Linked DNA regions of Mus musculus: regions 1, 2, 4, 5, 6 and 7 are each linked to region 3. A link is a contact called in public Hi-C and capture Hi-C data. All regions are on one chromosome and are shown on one strand. Each heading gives the region's core, a stretch centred on a gene start, on an enhancer-like site or on the middle of the called end of the contact. The rest is flanking DNA. Distances are from core to core; before and after follow the strand shown.

Region 1 (2,700 bases), core at 118-2,617, 350 kb before region 3:
CTCTGCGGACAGGTTTGTTTCTTTGGTAAGTGCATTTGTTTTGCTTTAATCCCATGGAAATAAATGAGAGAATAAAAACCAGGTTGAGAGTCAGCCTTTCATTCACGATTTTTCTTTCGAGGGCATCAAGATGGAAAAGATCCTTTGGAGCTTGAAGAACGGTGTAATTTGTAGAAGAGCTAATTAAAGCTTATAACCTGAGTTACATCTCTGGAACTCTAAAAGCTAAGCAAAGACCTTAAACCCACAGGACTAGAGGATCCTTGCCCCATCTATGTGATGCATTCTGCGTACTAACTCCCCCATACAGGGACATGCTGTTCCACTGACCTAGCTATCTCTAGTTGTAGTTACTCTTCTATAAAGGATGAGAGTCTTTGCAACCAAGCCTGAATAACAACAAATGCCTCTCACTCACAGCTTCTGGCTTGCACTTTATCCTTTTTTGCCTGTATTATATGCTTGTAAGGAGATTTCTATATCAATAAATTGCATTTTACCCCTTGGTTCTCCGTCACAGATAGAAGCAATTACCAAAGGCACACAATTATGTTAAATCTAGGAGCTTCTTTCACAACATTTGAAATCCTACAGATTTTACATCATTTGTGAAGAACCTCCTTCATTTATTGTTATGGCTGCCTAGTGTAGCTCTTACCCTATGATCTTTCCTTGGGGCTTGCAATTAAATGAGTAATGATCTTGGAAGGTTAAGTAGATATGATTGTGAAAACCTATTAAATCCAATTATATTTTTTTTTCCGTGACCATGAAACACAATCTCTAAAAGCTGAAGTTGTGCAACTCCCTGGAAGGCTCTCGGCTCAGCTCACTGTTGCATCTAATGAAAACAAAACCAAAAATAAAACACAAGTGATCCATGAGGCTGTCTCTTTGAGCCTCATTGCCTGTAATTGTAAACATCTGAAGTTAGGATTTTCAGGAAAAGCTCTGCCCTGCAATCTGTGCAGAAAGTTAAGAATAGCCCAGCCTAATCACTGTTTTTGTCTGATGGCTCTCCAGACTCTTGTCACGATTGTCTCAACACAGGTAAGTTAGGCGTCCCGTTTGGGGCACATAAGCTCCGTTCTGAGTAGAAGAACCATCATCTACTGGAGTCCAGGCCATCTGCTATTCTTATTTGGTCAACTAAGACACTTCGCTAGACATTTCAACATGACTCTCTTAAGGACTGATTGTTTCCCCTGAGGTGAGATGTTGACCTAGGTTGGCACAGTTGTCACCTGGGCATGGGCGTTGTTCTGGTGGCAGTTGCACCCGATACTAAGGAAAGGGTGACTTATGCCACTATCACCCGCCTTGCTTCAAAGTGGGAGGCTCTTCAGTTGCCTGGTTACCGAGCTGTCACAAGATTTAATGACCTGTATAGGGTGGAACCCCTTTGGATGAGTTGCCCTCAGAATGTTAACATCAGCTCCTCTTTGTCATCCCAGTAAGCATGATAATAATAAAGTAGTGCTTCCTCTTCTAGAGGCATTAGCTTTCCACTTAAGCTTATGAAAGGTTTAGGCTGTTGGTCTGCTTAGAAACCTAGTTTACTCTAGTCTCAAGAACAATGGTTCACACTAAAAGAAAAGGGGGGGATTCATTTCATTGTAGTGAACATTAGGTTTTACTAAGTACGTTTCCATGGCTCCTGCCTCCATCAGGCAAGCCTGTGAGTTAGACATTGATGGGGGGGGGTATCTTCCCTTCCCTGTGAGCTGGATGCTGAAAGCATGCCTTCTCCTCTTCCTGTGACGTGAGAACTGGGGAGCATCATAGACTGCTAAGGCATAAGCTTAACATCACATCTTACTTCAGTGTCTGCTTCTCTCGCCCAGCTCTGTCCCTTTTCCTGACTTGATCCTCTTCCCCTCCCCTTTCTCTGCTTCTTTCTCTTTACCAATGCCTTGAATATTTGGCTCTAAAATTACTTGATGATGGTTTTAGGGCAAAATGACTTATGGCTGGTGAGATGGCTTACAGGTCAAGGGCCCTATCACCAAGCCTGATGAGCTGAGGTGGATCCCATAGGTGGAAGAACACAACTAAATCTTGTAAATTGTCCCTTGATTTACACAAGTCCTGTGGTACTAGTGCCCCCAATAAACAAACACATGTAAAAAATTAAAGGACTTGATAGCATGCCAGGAAAGTAAACATTACTGAAACAACCGCCCCTCTCCATCTCCAAATCTTCTGGAAGAGGTTGTGAATAGTTTTTTGAGGAGCTTAATGATGCTGTTTCATTGACCATTCAAATATCCAGGAACCTGAATTGTCCTTACAAGCTGACCCAAGACCACAAGCATCTTAAAGTTGTTTTCTGCCTTGTGGACACACAGTTCAGGTTTGATTACTCTCAGAGGTATAAAGGGAGCTCAGAGAGATGGTCCCTCCCTCTGCTTAAGTGTTGTCTATTCATAACAAAGCTGAGGCTAAAAATAAAATGTGATTCAGTCCAGGTTACAGGTGTGTCCATCAGGAGAGAAACCTTAGCTTCACAAGCCATTTCCATTTAAATCAATAAAAACATCCTTTTGTCCAATGAAGAATGCAATTGCAAATCTCAAGCTGTGTGGTTTGTCCAGTCACAGTGACTTTAGTTTGAAAAAAAAATTTTTTTTTTGCAGCAGTTTTTTATGGAAACGGCAAATCCATGCTACAAATGATCAATTTCTAAGGTGTTTCATTGTG
Region 2 (2,779 bases), core at 58-2,557, 330 kb before region 3:
CTGCCTCCCGAGTGCTGGGATTAAAGGCGTGTGCCACCATGCCCGGCATCTTGTCTAATTTTGATTGACACAAATGGTGAGTAGCTAAGGTGTTAGACAGGAAGCAAATCTTGGTGTTGTTCTCACCTGGTCTTTGCTTCCCACTTCTGAAATGATAATGCAAGCCACCTACTCATTCTTCAAGATGCACGTGGTAAGCATACTGGGTCTTGCTGCATCTTTTCAGTTTTCCACCACATGTACAGATCTCTTTTGACTATCAAGAAACTTCACGTGGCCTTCTCTTTGTTCACTTTGCAGACATGGTCGAATTTCCATAATATCTAAGAACAAATACTCCAGGAACAAGAAGCCTGTTGGACAGGATTGGGGGAAATAGTAAATTACTGCCTTAGAAAGTATACCTGGGCATCTCTAGCTCCTCACCTCTTCTCTGTCTCAGACAGGGAGGTGTCAACGAACTGAATGTCTTCGCTGGTGAATCTTAAACTGAAAGTTTATGGGCAACCAACAGCATGTCATCTGTCTCCTAAGGCCGGCTGTGTTTCTTGTTCTTAACCTGATGAAGATTTTTCTTCTCTCTCTTTCTGTTTCCCGGAGGATGTTTAGAAGTACTGAGTCTTTGTCCCTTTTATGAAACAGACTTATCTGACCTGTTAGTGCCAATATAGATCTCTAATTCCTTTGTGAAGACAGTGAGAGTGTTTTATCAATGAAAATATGAAAAGTAAGATATTTTCTCAAAAATACTAATAATGGCAATATGGGATAATTTAAAAAACTCCTGCCTGCTTTATCATATTGGCATCTTACCCATCTCCCGTAATGCAAGAAGGGGAGGACATTTTTATGCCTTGTAAGTTTACCATATGGTTCATTAATACGTGAGGCACAAATTCAAACAGCATGCCATTATACTTAGCATTCAGAAAGATGCTTTTGTACTAAAATAATGGATTTGGACTACTGACACTCAATTAAAATCATGTATATTTAGTTTACGATTAGCAAGTCTTAAGTTGCCTTTTTTTCCTGAAAAAATATTATATGCAGACATTTGAAAGTCTCTTCAAATGGTTTTATTTAGTTTCAAAGGGTTTTCACTTAAAAATGTTAACATTCAAATTAGTCACAGCACAAGTGGTTGGAAAAGATACAGCAGGAATCTTGTACAGGGAACAAACAGTTTCTCGTTCACCAAGTCGAGCAAGATGAACTTGAAGACAGCTGAGAGTTGACTATGGACGTCCAGGTGGAGTTTCTGGGACGTAAAACTGACATTGGCATTGGCACTTTGAGTCATTCAGGGTGCACTAGAGCAAAACTGGCTCCACAGCATGTCCTTGTGACTCAGCCCAGTGGCAGCCTTTAGTCAACCAAGGGAGTGAGATTCTCCAGCTGGAAATGCTAATGATGGAAAACCCAGCTATTAATGGTGCCAAGAGGACAATTAATTAATTTTTTTATTACTATTTTCTCTCAAACGCTCCAAAGTCTGACCTACTCCTTTAAATTAATAACTTTTAGCTGTATGTCACTAATTGTGTACTGGATAAAAGAGCAGTCCACTCATTCTGAGAATTTACTGTTGACTAAGGGGTTCTTTTAGGCCTTAAACTAACCTGACAGCTAAGACCAACCATTTGCTTTCATGGAGCTTATTACTTGGTGGGGAACCTAGACAATAGGTTTTTTTTTTAAAGTTACTTTTAATACCCTTAATATTAATCTGTGCTGCAGACAACAATAATTAGGGGGTAAAGTTAGTGCAGGGTGGTGCATAAGAAGAACAGACTGGCAGCAGAGACACAGGAAGTTAATAGAATGGAAACGGAACAGCAAGGAAGTCCCTGAAGTCATCAGCAGGAGGAGGACTTTGCATAGGTGGCTGGCATCAGGCCCTTCACTGTAAGTGAAGTGGAAAAATTCTCTGAAGAGTTGTAGAGCAGACTAATCTGACTGGTTTGTAACATTTCTCTCTGGCCACTGTGAGGGAAAGGGTGGAAACAGAAAGAGAAGTTGGAAGGCTGATTTACTAACCTGGAGGCTGATGGTTTAGATAAGGGTTATGTGGGGAGAGGTGAAAAGCAGCTGTACTTTGTGTTTACCATAGAGATAGAACCTTACAGACATGCTGAAGGATTAGATACAACGTGGCTTGGAAAGTTGAAGTCAAGGACCTTTTAATTCTGGCATTGGCCCGGGCAACTAAAAAGGTAGTGATAGACAGTAATGCTATTTACTAAGATAAATGAGCATTAGTGACCATAAGGAACAGTGACTCCCTCCCTGGATCCCAGTCTTCTAGTTTCTGCTTTACCATGTCATCTCAGCAGCCTTGAACATACTCAGTGGAGGCTTTATTTTATTTTGTATATGCACCTCTTTTTCCCTGGTGGCTTGTTTGCATGGAGTGCATGACTTGTGTTAAGGGAGAAGTGGAACAAACCGATTTCAATGACAACACTCTTGGAAAGCTCTCAATAAACCAATGAGGGAGGGGTTCTCCAAAGCTCCATTCCAAAACTGAAATAATATACCAGGTCGATGAGTTGTGTTTTTAAATAACAAAGAGAGACAAGAAACTAACTGATCTGTGTGCACCAAGGAGATAAGATATTGAAATTAAAAAAAAAAGATATACCAGGAAATAAGCAATAACCACTTATAACACAATATCACAGTGTTTAAAATGTTCTGTTTTAGAAAAAGGAAGCATTCCTCCAGTCTACTGAGTATGGAACATCTGTCCACCTTTAGAGACAAATTAGAGGTATAA
Region 3 (2,780 bases), core at 98-2,597:
GTGTGGTGATGGTGGCCCATGCCTTTAACCCCAGCAGGTGGGAGGCAAAGTCAGGCAGATCTCTAAGTTTGATGCCAGCATGGTTTACACAGTGAATTCCACAACAGCCAAGGCTACATGGAGAAACATTCTCTCAAAACAAAAAAACAAACAAAAAAAATCAACCTATCAATCTATCAATAAAGCACCTAATTGAGGTAAATGAAAAGGGAATTCTTGGAAGAGAAGTTTAGGGAAATGCATATATTTTTAAGATGGGCAGTGAGACCGAAAGTACTGCTGTACCCACAGAGACTGCTAGATCTGAATAATGGTTAACAATCAGATCTCTGAGTTCCAGGACAGCCAGGGCTATACAGAGAAACCCTGTCTTGAAAAACCAAAAATCAAAAAACCAAAAAGAAAAAAAGAAAAAAAAAAGGATGGTGATGGTTTTAGGTGATGGAAAAATACTAATCTCTGATCATTACAATGCAAACTAGCATCAGGGAGAACCCATCCCTTGCTTGGATTTCTAGGAGCCTGTATTTTAAATGAAGGCAAAGGAGAGCCCTAGCATTCAGATTATCCTAGACACGTTACCTATGAAACTATTTGCTTGTCTTGATGGCGGAGGACCCTATGAGTCACGAGCGTAGACATATGATCTTTAAACGTCTGAATTTGGACGTAAGCAAAGAGAAACAGAGCCACAGGCAGACAAAGATAAGAGCTTCCTGGTTCCCTGTCCCTTCTTATCTCCGTCAATGTCAGCGTTAGCTGCGAGGCTCAATGAAGAGCCTCCATCTCCAGATCTTTCCTTTGACCACTTTCATCTGCGCCTTACAGTGCTGGGGAGAACACCCTAGACGTGCTGTGGAGTGAAAGGAGCAGGTGACACAGGTGGAGGGAAGAAGCAGCCAAACAATGAAGCCTTTGAAGGGAGCCAGTTTCCTAACAGCAACTAGGGCTAATTAGTACCTGTGCGGGCAGTCACCTCAACTCTCGTTTTAAAACACCCATTCCTCTTTCTTCACCTGCTAGAGAGAAATTCTGAGGACAGCGGCTTGCCGCCCTCCAACCCAGACAGGTCAAACTTCTTTGTCCTTCCTGAGTGCACTGTGAAGAAAGCCGCGACACAAAGGGAATGTTTTTGTTGGCAGTCAGTTCAGAGCATGTTGACATCTCTGTTTTTAACAACCCTCTGGTCAGCCTGGGCGTAGTCACTCTTTTGAAAGTCGAGTCTTGAGGAAGTAGGTCACGAGAGCCAGTGTTTGGCTCCCCTGAGCGTGACTGAACCCAGGCGTTCACTACTTGTGTGTGGCTTTAGAATGGGTGTCTTGCTGACACCGAGTGCCACCTGCTGATTCACCAACCTGCATGGCTAGTTACTCCAGCTGACCAGCAAGGCTGGACTGTTTCCTCAGAGCAGGGCACGCTGGGCAAACAAACAACTCGTTGCTGACCAAAGCATAAAAAATTACATGGCAGAAGGACTAGGGTTGACAGAAGTAACCCAAGAGGGCCTCAATACACTGGTGTGAAGGGATTAGACATGGGACGGAGACAAGAGATGTGAGGAAGGCTGAGGCAACAGACCAAAGGCTGAGTGGGGAAGTGAGCAGGGGTTTCCCATTCTGAGGCAGGGGCTTACTTGCCAGTGTCCCTGAAACCCATCTTCTTTTCTTCTTCGTCACACGCAGGCCCCAGTTTTCAGGTTCCTTTATAATCTGGGGTAGCCACGAGACTGGATCTGACTAATGGAGCAGAAGCGAAGCAATAATGTGTGCTACTTTCAGGCCTGACCCATAAAAAACACCTGCTCATAACCCTGTCTCCCCTCCTACTTGCCAGGTGGTAACACTAGAATCCAAGCATCTATGCTAGGCAGCCAGGCTCTGCAAGATGCTGAGCCATCTTCCCTCTTTCTTGCCTCTGGGTACTGCTGACTTGAAGCTGTTCGATCCCAGGACTTAAGAAGGAAACGCGTTGTCTGTTCCCTGGGTCCCTGATCTCTCATTACAGCAGGTCTGCCCCCGTTCATATTTTTGGTCATATCAATAATATTATCAGACTCACACACCGTAGAAGTGATTTACTCTGAAGTAAATTGCTCTAGCTCCCCTCTGACAAGGAATATAGGAGACTTGTTTTCTCCTCCAGCTTCTCTCTCTCTCCCAGTGCCTGCACTGCTCTGCGCATGCGCACCAGCCACACCGCCCTCTCACATTGCCTCCATTGTATACCTTGCTCTTAGCTCCCAAGGCATCTTCCCTAAATATCTACCACTGTGTCTTCCCTCCCCAGCCCTCCCTCCAGAGCTATAACCATTTCAGCCTTTCTCATTCTTGAGATTTCAGCTTAGGAGGTTTTCATATATTTTGTGACTCCTTTGCTTTTTCTGTCCCTTCTACCCAGATGTTATATACATGGGTATGTTAAGTGACTATCTGCTTTGAAACGGACTTTTATTATTAAAGGAAAAACAAGGTGAAGTTCTGCCCTTTGACTGGTATTTGTATTTAACCTGGAATGGCTCCTCTGTCCAGTTTCCTGGGTGTGCTCATGTGTGCATACGAAGGATCATTTTCCCCCCTGAGAGATGCTTGGAAAAAAAATAAAAAAGGTTGATGCAAATGAGAAGATCGAATATATATAAGAAATGGGGACCTTTGAAGTCCTTTTAGCAAAAGACAGGTCAACCTCAGAGTGCGAGCTTAGATGTTACTCTGAAGAACAGTAGGTTTCAGTGGAATGTAGGCCAGCGAGAGGAGAGGGAGAGGAGAGGAGAGGAGAGGAGA
Region 4 (2,700 bases), core at 51-2,550, 510 kb before region 3:
TTCATTTTTTAATGAAATTAGACAAAGGAGTAGCTTCAGTATATTCTATCACCTTGGAAGAAAAAATATTGAGTTGCCCTAAACCACAGTTTTATCAGCTGTAAAGGTCTGGTATCTTCTAGGTTACAGGGTGCTCAATAAGAGTTAAATAACATATAACACACTAGGCACACAGGAACATAATACATAGTACTTATAGTACTTGGTATTGGTATGTATGCAGGCCTGACTCATATTATGTATTTGATAAAGCTTTAAAATTTTAATAATGTATGGAAATATAGGTAATACCTTGCCTGCCTATCTTAGTCTTTTCTCTTTGTCTATTGCTGTACATAGCAGCTGGCTCAGATTTCCTTTGCTATTAGTATTTCTTTGTGCCCTGGAAGTGTGTCATGAGTACTACACACACTCATTACATCACATTATGTCTCCATCGACACTGAGAGGAAAAGTTTATTGAGCAGGTCTGAAAGCCTCCTTTTGCTTGGCCTGTATCCCTTGCCTTGGGATGATTCTTATTCCTTTCATGGAAGAAAAGGAAAGACAGAAGGAAGGAAAACCACAATTTGATTCCTTGACAGATTTCAGTTTTCCCTTTATAGCTCTGTTTAAAAGGAATATAAAATATTCATTATTTTTACTTTATGTATGTAAGTGCTTTACCTGAGTGTACTACATGTATGCCTCGTGCCCATGGAGGGCAGAAGACGGTATTGGATCTCTTAGAACTGGACTTACAGACAGTTGTGAGCTACCATATGGGTGCTGGGAATTGAACCTGTGACCTCTGGAAGAGCAATACATGCTGAGCCACTGCCCTACCCTACTTTCCTGTTGCTGGTTTCTTATCTGGGGTGAGTAGACATTTGTTCACATCTCCCCAGAAATAGTGTCACACCACAGTGAGAGAGGAGTAGGCTATCTCTTGAGCAGAAAAAGAGGGCCTGGGCAAGAACCTACTAGCTACTGAGACTGTCCCTGTGGTCTCTCTGTAAGACCTGCTATCACTGGACCAGACAAGGAAGACACACAGGCCAGGCTGGACGACAGGATCTGGAAACTTTTCCATTTTACAGTTTGACTCAAACAACAGAAATGAATTTTCTCTTTATTCTGGAGGCAGGAAGTTTAACACTTGAGGTTAACAGGTTTGCTTTCCCCTGAGGCCTCTCTCTCGTCTTGCAGATGGTGTCTTACTGCGTCTCATGTTTTTTCTCTCTCTAGTCCCCTTGTCTATTCAGGCGAGTAAGACCTAAGGCGAGGGGCTACAGGACTTGGAGTAGGAGGTGCTTAACTTCAACTTCCTTAAACTGGGCCAATCCTATCCAGATTCCCATCAGCCTTCTAGTCTGCTTCTTAGGCAAGGCTCATGCTGTGGTAGGCTTGCGTGTGGGAATGTGACAGGATTTATTTAGTTCAGGAACTTGGAAAGTCGCTCCCTCCCCAGTGTGCCTTTCCTTTTGCCTTGACACGCTTTCTCCTAGCTATGCTCTCTCGCCTGGTTTTACTCATTCTATGACACCCCACCTCTGCCTGAACCATGTAAGTAGGTCAGCAGTCCTAAGGAAGGGTCTGGTGCACTAGGTCACCTTCAGTTCTTGGTGTGACCTGGAGCTTAATTTCACCAAGCCGTGCTTACGGTAATCAGATAACACTAAAGGTATCATCTCACTGTCTAAGCCGCCCCCGGAGCCCCTTAATTTCACAAATTAAGAAGAAGAACAGCCAGGCCAAATAATTTACGCAGGGTCACACAGCAGCTAATAAATGGTAGACCTAAATATAGAATTAACATTTGAGGCCCAGGGCCCCAGACTTCTTTGGAAAGATGGAAATAGGCTCTGGATCCTGAAAGCTCAGGAGCTGAGAGTCAGAGACCGCATCTGAACCTTCTTCATGGCTTTCTCTGGGGGGTGTGGCCTCCCTCCAGCTCAACTGACCCAAAATAGGCATTTTAAACACCATCTCTCAGAGTCTCTGCTGATACCCAAACAACTTAGCGTCAACCACAGGGGCTTTGGGTTTCCCCAGCCTTGCTTGGCGGTCCGGGATCCCCTCTGAAGATCCCCACATCTCATCTATAAGGAAACTAGAAATCGGGAACTGCGGTTTTGGGAACCGAGAATCTCAAGAGCACTGGCCACAGACAGGCCTGTGGTGTGGGCTCCCTCAGCCCAGCTTCGAGGAGACTTATAGGTCGGTGTGGGATGAGCCTGCAGAACCCACGTGTGAGACACAGCTCCACACCAGGCTGGCATGGCTCAGGGACAGAGGTACCTGCATCTCCAGAACTTAGCCTGCAAACTAGGACTCCTGACTGCTCCCCCACCTCCTCCGCAGCAAGGAGCACTGGTCTGGCAGTCACCCTGACTTCTTGTCGCCACCACTTTTAAAAATGAGGAAGTTGAGTAGTAACCGGTTTTACTTTGTGGAATCACGAATTCTCAGGAACGGTTGGTTAGCTAACAGGGATCCTGAAAACGTAATTGCTCATCGAGTGGACTTCTAGGAAAATGTGAAGGTTAAAAAACTTGAAAATTCTGATGATTTTTTTTTTTTTTTTTTTTTTTTTTTTTTACCGTGATGAGTCAGTTAAACCCTTTGCTTGCCGCTGGCGGCTGCCCCTGCCCGTACAACAAAGGGACCAGTCAATGAAGGTTTCTTTGATGGTTCTGTTTGGAAACCCAAAGGCAAGCA
Region 5 (2,700 bases), core at 135-2,634, 460 kb before region 3:
GGTTTAGGGCCAAAGGGCATACAGCCAATTTGAGCTATCATTTCCCAGAAATGTATGAGTTAAGAATCTGGCCTGCTGATGACAAGGATTTGGGGAATATTTTAAAGCAGATTTGTCTCAGAAGGAGCAGCTTCATTTTCCTACTTGAAGGGTTCTTGGGTCAAAGCAGACACGATTTTAAACTCCTTGGTGCTAGGTCCAGGCATTCCTCGCATACATAAGGTCTTGTGTAGCAAAGAAGGAAGGAAACTGCTTTGAACTGTGTATCTGTATGCCGGTGTGTATATGTGTGCGTGCCCATGTGGGTGTGTGTGCTTCCCTAGGTGGGTATGTGTGCATGCTCATGTGGGGGTCTGTGCATGCTAATGTGGACATGTGTTCTTGCCCATGTGGGTGTGTGTGCATGCCCATGTGTGTGTGTGGGATGTGTGCCCATGCAGGTGTATGTGTGTGTGTGCGTGCGTGCGTGAGTGCATGCAGCTTGGAAAACCCCAGGGATTCTGCCTTCTCTATCTTATCAGAGGTAGGATCACAAGTGTGTATTTCAACTGAGGCATTAACAGTCTTTTGAGAGAAGGTCTCACTGTGTGTCTTTGGGTATCCTACAACTCACGATGAAGACCACGCTGGCCTGAGACTGACAAAGATTAACCTACCTCTGTCTCTTGAGTGTTGGGACTAAAGGCATGTTCCACGTACTTGGAACACATTAAAAGTTTTAAATTGACTGAGTGACTTCAGGATTCCTACATGGCTGCTGGAGAGTTTGAGGCATAGGCAGCTTATCAGAATCAGCTCTAACAGTAGCATCAGCATACACGTGTGTGTGTATATGTTTTGTTGTTGTTGTTGTTGTTGTTGTTGTTGTTAACCTAAGCAAGTATCCATGCTCAAATCAGAAGGGAGAATTCTTAGGACTCTTTATCAGGAGACAGTAAAATTCAACTCACTACAGTGTGGTAAATGAAGCTCAATTGAGACATGCCATGCACACCTACCCTGTGTTGCTGAGAGCTCTTTTTTGAGCTATCACAGCAGAGATAAGGAATTGCAATGGGGAGTGTGTGCCTGCAAAACCTAAAATTTTGGCTCTCTATCCCTTTGCAGAAAACATTTGCTGACCCCTGGGTTTGTACAGACCTCTTCAAAGCTCTTGGCCAATTTAGGGAAGCTTTGGTTTTGAAACCCAGTGGTAAGCAACATCAGCTTACTTTTGCAGATATGAAACTTAGATCCTAATACTTTCTTCAGCCCTCTCTCAACTCTCCTCCTCCAACTTGGAAAGTGGCCTAATAAGTGAAATGAAACTTGGCCTGATCAGCACTCTTGAGAAAGTGGAAGGTGAAAGTGTTGACATCTGCTTGTATTCTGTAGCCCCAACTTCTCTGGCAGCACATGACTTGGTGAAAGTGCTCTGGCCAACTAGCTAGCTTACATTGTGTAGAAGATTGTCTGCTGTTACCTCATTTTGTTTGGAATTATGTCCATGAAGAGATACAGCTTGATAAAAGATCTACATCTTTTCCTGAATAATGGCTCTTTTGAGGAATATCATTTTAAATTTTACTAATTGCAATAATCGTGAGTCTTTGTGTATTTAATATTGATATATAATATATTTAATCCTGATTATATATAAACATATGCATATTTTCAGCTACTTGTTTAAACTTTGACAAAATGCATGTAAAATAAAACTTACGGTACTGACTTTCAGAGACTTGAGCTTAGTATGATGGTGCCTTCCAGGAAGCTCTTCGTGGGGGGCAACTGGAAGATGAACGGGAGGAAGCAGTGCCTGGGAGAACTCAGCTGCACCCCGAAGGCAGCCAGTGTGCTGGCAGACACTGAGGTGGGTTGTGCACTGACAACCTCTTACATCGACTTCGCTAGGCAGAAGCTGGATCCCAAGATTGCTGTGGCTGCACAGAACTGCTACAAAGTGACCAATGGGGCCTTCACTGGAGAAATCAGCCCTGACATGATCAGAGACTTAGGAGCCACCAGAGTGGTGCTGGGGCACTCGGGAAAGAAGGTGTGTCTTTGGGAATCAGATGAGTTGATTGGGCAGAAAGTAAACCATGCCCTAGCAGAGGGACTTGCAGTGATCCCCTGCATTGGGGAGAAGCTAGACGAAAGGGAAGCTGGCATCACGGAGGAAGTTGTTTTTGAGCAAACCAAGGTCATCGCAGATAATGTGAAGGACAGAAGCAAGGTGGTCCTGGCCCATGAACCTGTATGGGCCATTGGGACTAGCAAGACTGCAACCCCTCAACCGGAAGTACATGAGAAGCTCCAGGTTGGCTGAAATCCAATGTCTCTGATGGGGTGGCTGCCTTAGTCAGGGTTTCTATTCCTGCACAAAAATCATGACCAAGAAGCAAGTTGGGAGGAAAGGGTTTATTCGGCTTACACTTCCATACTGCTGTTCATCACCAAGGAAGTCAGGACTGGAACTCAAGCAGGTCAGAAAGCAGGAGCCGATGCAGAGGCCATGGAGGGATGTTCTTTACTGGCTTGCCTCACCTGGCTTGCTCAGCCTGCTCTCTTATAGAACCCAAGACTACCAGCCCAGAGATGGTCCCACGCACAAGGGGCCTTTCCCCCTTGATCACTAATTGAGAAAATGCCTTACAGTTGGATCTCATGGAGGCATTTCCTCAACTGAAGCTCCTTTCTCTATGATAACTCCAGCTGTGT
Region 6 (2,700 bases), core at 15-2,514, 440 kb before region 3:
AATAGTAGCACACTAACAGGGCAACCAACTGCTTCTGATTGGACTTAAGGTCCACTCTCCTGAAGAAAACACATGTGATATTATTAATATGGTCAAAATTTGTGCCTGGGGAGCTTATAGGCTATAGGAGAGAGCCTAGTACTATGATTTTACTAATTAGACATTGTTTCAAACTGACTTCTAAGTACATATCTCTATACTTGCAGATCAGTACAAGTCTTGGATCTAAACAGAGAAGCACATTGTTCAGTAGATGATGGTTAATGTTGAGACTTATAGCCTGTCAATGTATTAAGTGATAAGTTTCTGTCACATATAGGACATCTAGACCATAGTCCCCTATAATCTGAAGCTTAAGGAACATCCTGGAAAAGGGAGTAGAATGATTATAATAGCCAGAGGCCAGGGAGGACTGGAGCAGAACAGCATCTTCTAGACATGGCAGGACTGTTATTAACTTCTGGACATGACTCACGAGCTCGGAGCAGCTGTAGTCAGCTGCACAAGATCTACAGAAGACTGAGCTGGTCAACCTCCCAGCACGGATGGGAGGGGTCTGTGAGCCCCCAGCCCAACTGAGAGACTATTAGTAGTTGATGGCTGCTAGGGTAGGGAGAAGTAGTTTTCCCCAGGGGAGTGGTCCCTGGTTGGTTGCCCATGCTAATGCATGCATCCATCCATATAGACATATGCATATATATGTAGTACTAATTGGACTCAATGGGTTGTAAAAAAAAAACAGATGTGAAGTTGGGAGGGGGTTATGGAGGACAGATCTGGACAAGGTAGACTGGGGAGTATGGGTGAATATGGCTGAAGTATACTATATGCATGTATGAGGTTCTCAAAGAATAAGTAGGAAATTAACTCAGAAAAATAAATACATGTGGTAAGGATATGTCTATATCTCCCCTGTTGAAATAGCCTCACATTGGTGTTTAGACCCCAGAAAGGTACTTTATAGAGTTCCAGCACTTGGCAGCTGGTAATATGTGGGAAATGTTATTACATAAACCCCAGTTTGGGGTAAGAGACAGGTGGTATTTTTGAAGTCAGTGTCAACATGAGGATGTAGCCACAGTGACCGCCTCCAGCCCATCTGCAGGGACATTTCTGTCTCCAGTAAATACATCCCCTCTCTCCACTTGCTTTGACTGCCTCCCCAGGTTCCCCTTTTTTAACCTCGAGTTTCAACTTGATGAGTCATCAAAAGGACTGGGTCACCGATTTCTACCTGGCAAGAACTTCTGAAGCTGTGGCTGTTTTCTGGCCTTATCTCATCTGGCTGACGTCCATTAAACAAATACTGGGAGACTTTCATGCTCCAAGTACTATGCTAAGGAACAGAATTAAAAAAAAAAAAAAAGCCAAACAAGAAACAGCTCCTGCCTTCCTTCATGGGGCTTCCATGCTGAAACCCTCACCGCTTATGCAGAACTGTGAGGTCTCTTGAAAGGTTCTGCTGAGTGAGTTTAAGCTGGGAGCCTGAGAAGGTTCCCTGAGGAAGCAAGCCAAGCTAAGAGCTCTGGGTTAAGTAGGTGTTAAGCAGGAACGGAAGGAAGGGAGAGCGATCTAGATTAGTGTTTGATTAAGTAACTTGGTGCCGTAGCCTAGAAAAGTGACACAGAAAATTAACTATCACACATGTAACCAATTAGTCTTGATCCTGAGAGTAACGGGAAATTCTGCAGGCTGTTCAGAGTGATGTGATTAGACCCGTGTTTCTCAAATGTACTTGACACTGTTAGACGGTGTTTGGTGTTACTTTTTCTCTGCAGTCCTTGGATGCCGTAAGACACATCGAGGCACTCTTTCTTTCCCGGGGCTATCCCTGTCTCACATGGATTTGTCTCTTAGGTACATACCTGTGATCTCGAAATGACTTCTTACACAGCACATATCACTCCATGTTTTATTTTGTGTTACTGTTTCTTTTTCCAAGCATATTGGAAGGTTTTTGGAGACAGGAACCATATCTTGTTTCCCAGTGCATCCATAGTCCCTTGAACAGTTCCTGGCACATGACACACATCCGGTAAGAGTCTACAGTCAATCTCTTGAGTTCAGGGCCTTAAGAAGAATTAACCATGGGTGTGTGTGTGTGTGTGTGTGTGTGGTGAGGTAGCTCAGTGCCTAAAAATGCAAAGCTGACAGCCTTAGTTCATTCCCTAGAACCCATGCGAAAAGTCAGGTGTATGTTGTCCCAGCACACCCACAATGAGATGGGCGTTAGAGATCCGAGACCCTCCTGCAATCTTGTGGATCAGCGAACTAAGACCATACAGTGTGGCAGAAACAAGAGACACCCTTCCTCAAGAAAGTGACAGAAGAAAAATGACTCCCAATATTGGTCCTCTAGCCTCCACATGTAGTGTATGGAATGCGCGCGCGCGCACACACACACACACACACACACACACACACACCGACCCTCCCAAAAAGCCAGACAGAAATAAAATAAAATTAAAAATAATAATCATTTCAGAAAATGTACAATAGTTTATGCCTTACATCTAGTTTTCAATGACATGGTGATAGTTGCTCTTGTATGTATCTTGTAGAGATGGCCTATTCTTGAATATAATGATTTCTTGCACAAACTTTAAATTTTGGAACAAGTTTATCTTTATTGAAAAGTTGCAGAGATAGTGCAGGAAGCTGCTGTATGCCAGGTCCCCAATGCCAACATCTTGTATCCCT
Region 7 (2,700 bases), core at 58-2,557, 420 kb before region 3:
CAGAGGGTGGGTGGAATCTGAACTTGAAGTTGTCTTCTACCTTCCACATGCAACTGCATTTTCTCCCCTTTTCTTCCTCTTCTTCCTTTTCCTCCTCCTTCTCTTCTTCTTTTTCCCCCTCTCCCCCTTTCACACACACACACACACACACACACACACACACACACACACACACACACACACACACACACCATTCACTTTCAGGGAATGATACACAAAAGTTTAGATTCACATGGCTGAAGAATTAGAAGTCCATACTCATACAGGATAGTTTTCGAGAACTCACCTGCTTTTTCTACATTTTGAATTCCAAAGTTGTTATGCTTGCATAAAAATTATTTTGCCTTGGCAACTCTTCCTCAGTTCATCTACAAAGAATTACTGCTAACACGGGCAGTTGATTAGTGTAAGAAGGTGTTATGGTCTAATCTTTTTTTTTTCTTCAGGTTTGCTCTGACTACCCTGGAGTTTATTTGACTTTAGATTCATTTTATTTTATTTTATGTGAGTAAGTGTTTTGTTTAGTGCCCATGGGGATCCCCCTAGAACTGGAATTATGAATGGTTGTGAGCCATTGTGTGGGTGTTGGGAACTGAACCCAGGTCCTTTGCAAAAGCAGTGAGTGCTCTTAACAACAGAGTTAATCCTCCTCCCAAATTCTTAGGTTGAAATCCCAATTCCCAAGGTGATGGTATTAGAAGCTAAACTGGTCATGAGGGTGGAGCCTTCACACATGGGATTGGTATTCTGCTAAGAGGCCAGAGAGACAATCTTACCCTTTCTGCGGAGCTAAGATGTAAAGGCGCTGTCTGTGCTTTGAAAGTGGCTCTCACAGACAGAATCGTTCTATATCAGCATACATACCGTTATGTTAAATCTCCTCACTGCTGGAGTTGTGATGATATACTTCTATTGTTTGTAAGCTACCCAGTTGGTGGCAGTTTGATATCTCAGCCTTCAGGTAGTAAACCAGAAGGAGTTTCAAACATTTTGTGATTTAAATGAAAATTTCTATCCCTGTGAAAGTTAATAGCAACTCTAGCGTGTGATATAATACCAGAATTATATATGTGTGTATGCATGTATGTGTGCACATGTGTGCATATATGTATTTATGTGCATGTGTGCGTTTATGTGTGTGTATGTATGTATGTGTGTATTCCATGTCATGATAGCCTACCAGAGGCCTACACATACATGGTTTTATTCAGTTTAATCACTGTTTCCTGAGATTGGCTTGGCCTCACTCTCCCTAGCTCTGACTGAAAGTGGCTGGGACACTTCCTTCTCAGTCTATAGCCCAGGGGCTGGTACCAAGTAAAAGCAGGTAACTCACGAAGGAACCAAATGTAAGATCAAGTCCTACAACTGCCCAGCCCTAACCAAGGGCACAGAACTCACCACCAGTCTCTGGAGGAAAGCAAGGACATTAATCAATTTCCCCGGAAAATTTGAACTGTCTTTTCTGAAGCTTTTTAAGAACTGCATCTGAAGTTTTGGACAGCTTGCAGTGGAAGTTGTGTGGGGACCGCCTCCCGACTCGAGGCTGTTATTCTTCTGAAAGTCTATTTTGACCAAAGGAAATCCTGTTTCGCCAGCAGCACGGGCAGTGGCCCCGAGACGCAGTCTCAGGAGTGTTGTGAGGATACAGGCTCTCTTTAATCTCAGATTAAAAATATTTGATGTTTACAAGGTGTATTAGCGTAATTGGAATGCGTCTGCCTGTCTGCCAGCCTTCCTTCCACGATAGGACCTCATAATTAAAGAGCATCGCGTTCATGTGGCTGCCTGCATACCCTTTCATGGCTTCTTGTGAGCAGTTATGGTCAAGACCGTTACCCTAGGCCCTCGGAAAGCTCATTCAGACAGACACAGCTGTAACCAGAACAAAGGAAGAGGCCGCATTCCCTTAGAATCCTACCTAGTGCTCTGGGCAAAGTGGGAAACCAGACAAGTAAAACAGTGTATGAGAGGCGCATGGGGTTCCCAGACTGCTTCTGTGTGTGTGTGTGTGTGTGTGTGTGTGAGAGAGAGAGAGAGAGAGAGAGAGAGAGAGAGAGAGAGAGAGAGCATATGCATGTGTGTTGGGGGGGGGGGTCATGTCTTTAAATATATTCACAAGCCAAATATGAATGCGTGTATTTGCACATATACATGTCTGCATGTGTATATATGTGCCTGTATAAACCCACATGTATGTGTAGGCAAACATGTTATTTCTTCTCTCTTCCTGTTCTAAAAAAGAGTTGGTCATTTTTTTAAAAAATCTCTTTGTATGCATCTAATTCTATGGTAATTATGAACATACAGGTGTGTCCTTTACCTGAAAACACTTTTCAAGAGGGAAGACAATGTATGTGCCCTATGGAAGATCTGGATTAAGTCTTCCGGGAGTTCAGAGAAAAGATGAAACCTGCCAGGAAGACAAGAGGAGCAAAATTCAAATCGGAGAATACAATTCTTCCCTCGCGTAATAACAATATCATACATACCTCCCCCTGCAGCCCCCACCCCAAGCCCAAACAACCCAAACCAAAACAAGTGATAAGAGCTAAGATGAGCAGATCCCGTGTTGTTTCTGGCCCGACTGCTTTGGGGGTATTAAAGGAACTTTGTGAAAGTCTACTAGGGAAGTGAGGCAGAGGGTTTGTCCTCTTCAATTTTTTTAATCGCTTCAGCCCTGAGAACAGAACTATATAC

The links. A called contact is a pair of places that touch in the nucleus more often than the background predicts. Capture Hi-C pulls out chosen DNA fragments and counts their contacts.
Region 1: a Hi-C map of uterus shows a contact between it and region 3. The contact joins two enhancer-like sites. A contact is called at or near these places in 1 of 15 datasets of contacts at CTCF or cohesin (large pre-B cells), 6 of 484 Hi-C or Micro-C datasets (the C2C12 cell line, liver, peritoneal macrophages and 1 more), 2 of 115 datasets of contacts at active chromatin or transcription factors (embryonic stem cells and microglia) and 1 of 9 other capture datasets (embryonic stem cells).
Region 2: a contact with region 3 is called in a Hi-C map of epidermal suprabasal cells, with 7 times the contacts expected there. The contact joins two enhancer-like sites. A contact is called at or near these places in 6 of 39 promoter capture datasets (cranial neural crest, embryonic stem cells, liver and 2 more), 1 of 484 Hi-C or Micro-C datasets (epidermal suprabasal cells) and 1 of 9 other capture datasets (embryonic stem cells).
Region 4: a Hi-C map of uterus shows a contact between it and region 3, with 2.3 times the contacts expected there. The contact joins two enhancer-like sites. A contact is called at or near these places in 15 of 39 promoter capture datasets (the 3T3-L1 cell line, the C10 cell line, cranial neural crest and 10 more), 24 of 484 Hi-C or Micro-C datasets (B cells, the C2C12 cell line, bone marrow-derived macrophages and 14 more), 8 of 115 datasets of contacts at active chromatin or transcription factors (bone marrow-derived macrophages, embryonic forebrain, embryonic hindbrain and 3 more) and 3 of 9 other capture datasets (embryonic stem cells, liver and pancreatic islet).
Region 5: a contact with region 3 is called in a capture Hi-C map of bone marrow-derived macrophages, with 5 times the contacts expected there. The contact joins two enhancer-like sites. A contact is called at or near these places in 4 of 39 promoter capture datasets (the C10 cell line, cranial neural crest, frontonasal cranial neural crest and 1 more), 6 of 484 Hi-C or Micro-C datasets (bone marrow-derived dendritic cells, erythroid progenitors, group 2 innate lymphoid cells and 2 more), 2 of 115 datasets of contacts at active chromatin or transcription factors (bone marrow-derived macrophages and pancreatic cancer cells) and 1 of 9 other capture datasets (bone marrow-derived macrophages).
Region 6: a contact with region 3 is called in a Hi-C map of bone marrow-derived dendritic cells, with 7 times the contacts expected there. The contact joins two enhancer-like sites. A contact is called at or near these places in 1 of 39 promoter capture datasets (liver), 6 of 484 Hi-C or Micro-C datasets (bone marrow-derived dendritic cells, bone marrow-derived macrophages, erythroid progenitors and 2 more) and 2 of 115 datasets of contacts at active chromatin or transcription factors (CD8 T cells and pancreatic cancer cells).
Region 7: a Hi-C map of bone marrow-derived macrophages shows a contact between it and region 3, with 16 read pairs. The contact joins two enhancer-like sites. A contact is called at or near these places in 2 of 484 Hi-C or Micro-C datasets (bone marrow-derived macrophages and pre-B cells).

The regions. Positions count from the first base shown.
Region 1 is chr10:44,697,379-44,700,078 of GRCm38.p6, forward strand. No RefSeq gene overlaps it. Among named protein-coding and RNA genes, the nearest start is that of Gm22503, 34 kb to the right of the region's middle. Within about 2 kb of position 1,368, at least 21 of the 459 cell types and tissues checked have an H3K27ac peak or open chromatin away from gene starts, as enhancers often do. A contact at or near this core is called in uterus, where this site is marked.
Region 2 is chr10:44,722,149-44,724,927 of GRCm38.p6, forward strand. No RefSeq gene overlaps it. Among named protein-coding and RNA genes, the nearest start is that of Gm22503, 8.8 kb to the right of the region's middle. Within about 2 kb of position 1,308, at least 18 of the 459 cell types and tissues checked have an H3K27ac peak or open chromatin away from gene starts, as enhancers often do. A contact at or near this core is called in epidermal suprabasal cells, where this site is marked.
Region 3 is chr10:45,047,599-45,050,378 of GRCm38.p6, forward strand. No RefSeq gene overlaps it. Among named protein-coding and RNA genes, the nearest start is that of Prep, 18 kb to the right of the region's middle. Within about 2 kb of position 1,348, at least 85 of the 459 cell types and tissues checked have an H3K27ac peak or open chromatin away from gene starts, as enhancers often do. A contact at or near this core is called in B cells, bone marrow-derived dendritic cells, bone marrow-derived macrophages and 4 more, where this site is marked.
Region 4 is chr10:44,536,906-44,539,605 of GRCm38.p6, forward strand. No RefSeq gene overlaps it. Among named protein-coding and RNA genes, the nearest start is that of Gm35154, 61 kb to the right of the region's middle. Within about 2 kb of position 1,301, at least 71 of the 459 cell types and tissues checked have an H3K27ac peak or open chromatin away from gene starts, as enhancers often do. A contact at or near this core is called in B cells, bone marrow-derived macrophages, hematopoietic stem and progenitor cells and 2 more, where this site is marked.
Region 5 is chr10:44,588,222-44,590,921 of GRCm38.p6, forward strand. It overlaps the pseudogene Gm5950. Among named protein-coding and RNA genes, the nearest start is that of Gm35154, 9.3 kb to the right of the region's middle. Within about 2 kb of position 1,385, at least 43 of the 459 cell types and tissues checked have an H3K27ac peak or open chromatin away from gene starts, as enhancers often do. A contact at or near this core is called in bone marrow-derived macrophages and uterus, where this site is marked.
Region 6 is chr10:44,606,342-44,609,041 of GRCm38.p6, forward strand. All of the region lies in intron 2 of Gm35154 (a long non-coding RNA gene), which reads left to right. Among named protein-coding and RNA genes, the nearest start is that of Gm35154, 8.8 kb to the left of the region's middle. Within about 2 kb of position 1,265, at least 70 of the 459 cell types and tissues checked have an H3K27ac peak or open chromatin away from gene starts, as enhancers often do. A contact at or near this core is called in bone marrow-derived dendritic cells, bone marrow-derived macrophages and uterus, where this site is marked.
Region 7 is chr10:44,629,079-44,631,778 of GRCm38.p6, forward strand. The region is part of intron 2 of Gm35154 (a long non-coding RNA gene); the gene reads left to right. Among named protein-coding and RNA genes, the nearest start is that of Gm35154, 32 kb to the left of the region's middle. Within about 2 kb of position 1,308, at least 75 of the 459 cell types and tissues checked have an H3K27ac peak or open chromatin away from gene starts, as enhancers often do. A contact at or near this core is called in bone marrow-derived macrophages, where this site is marked.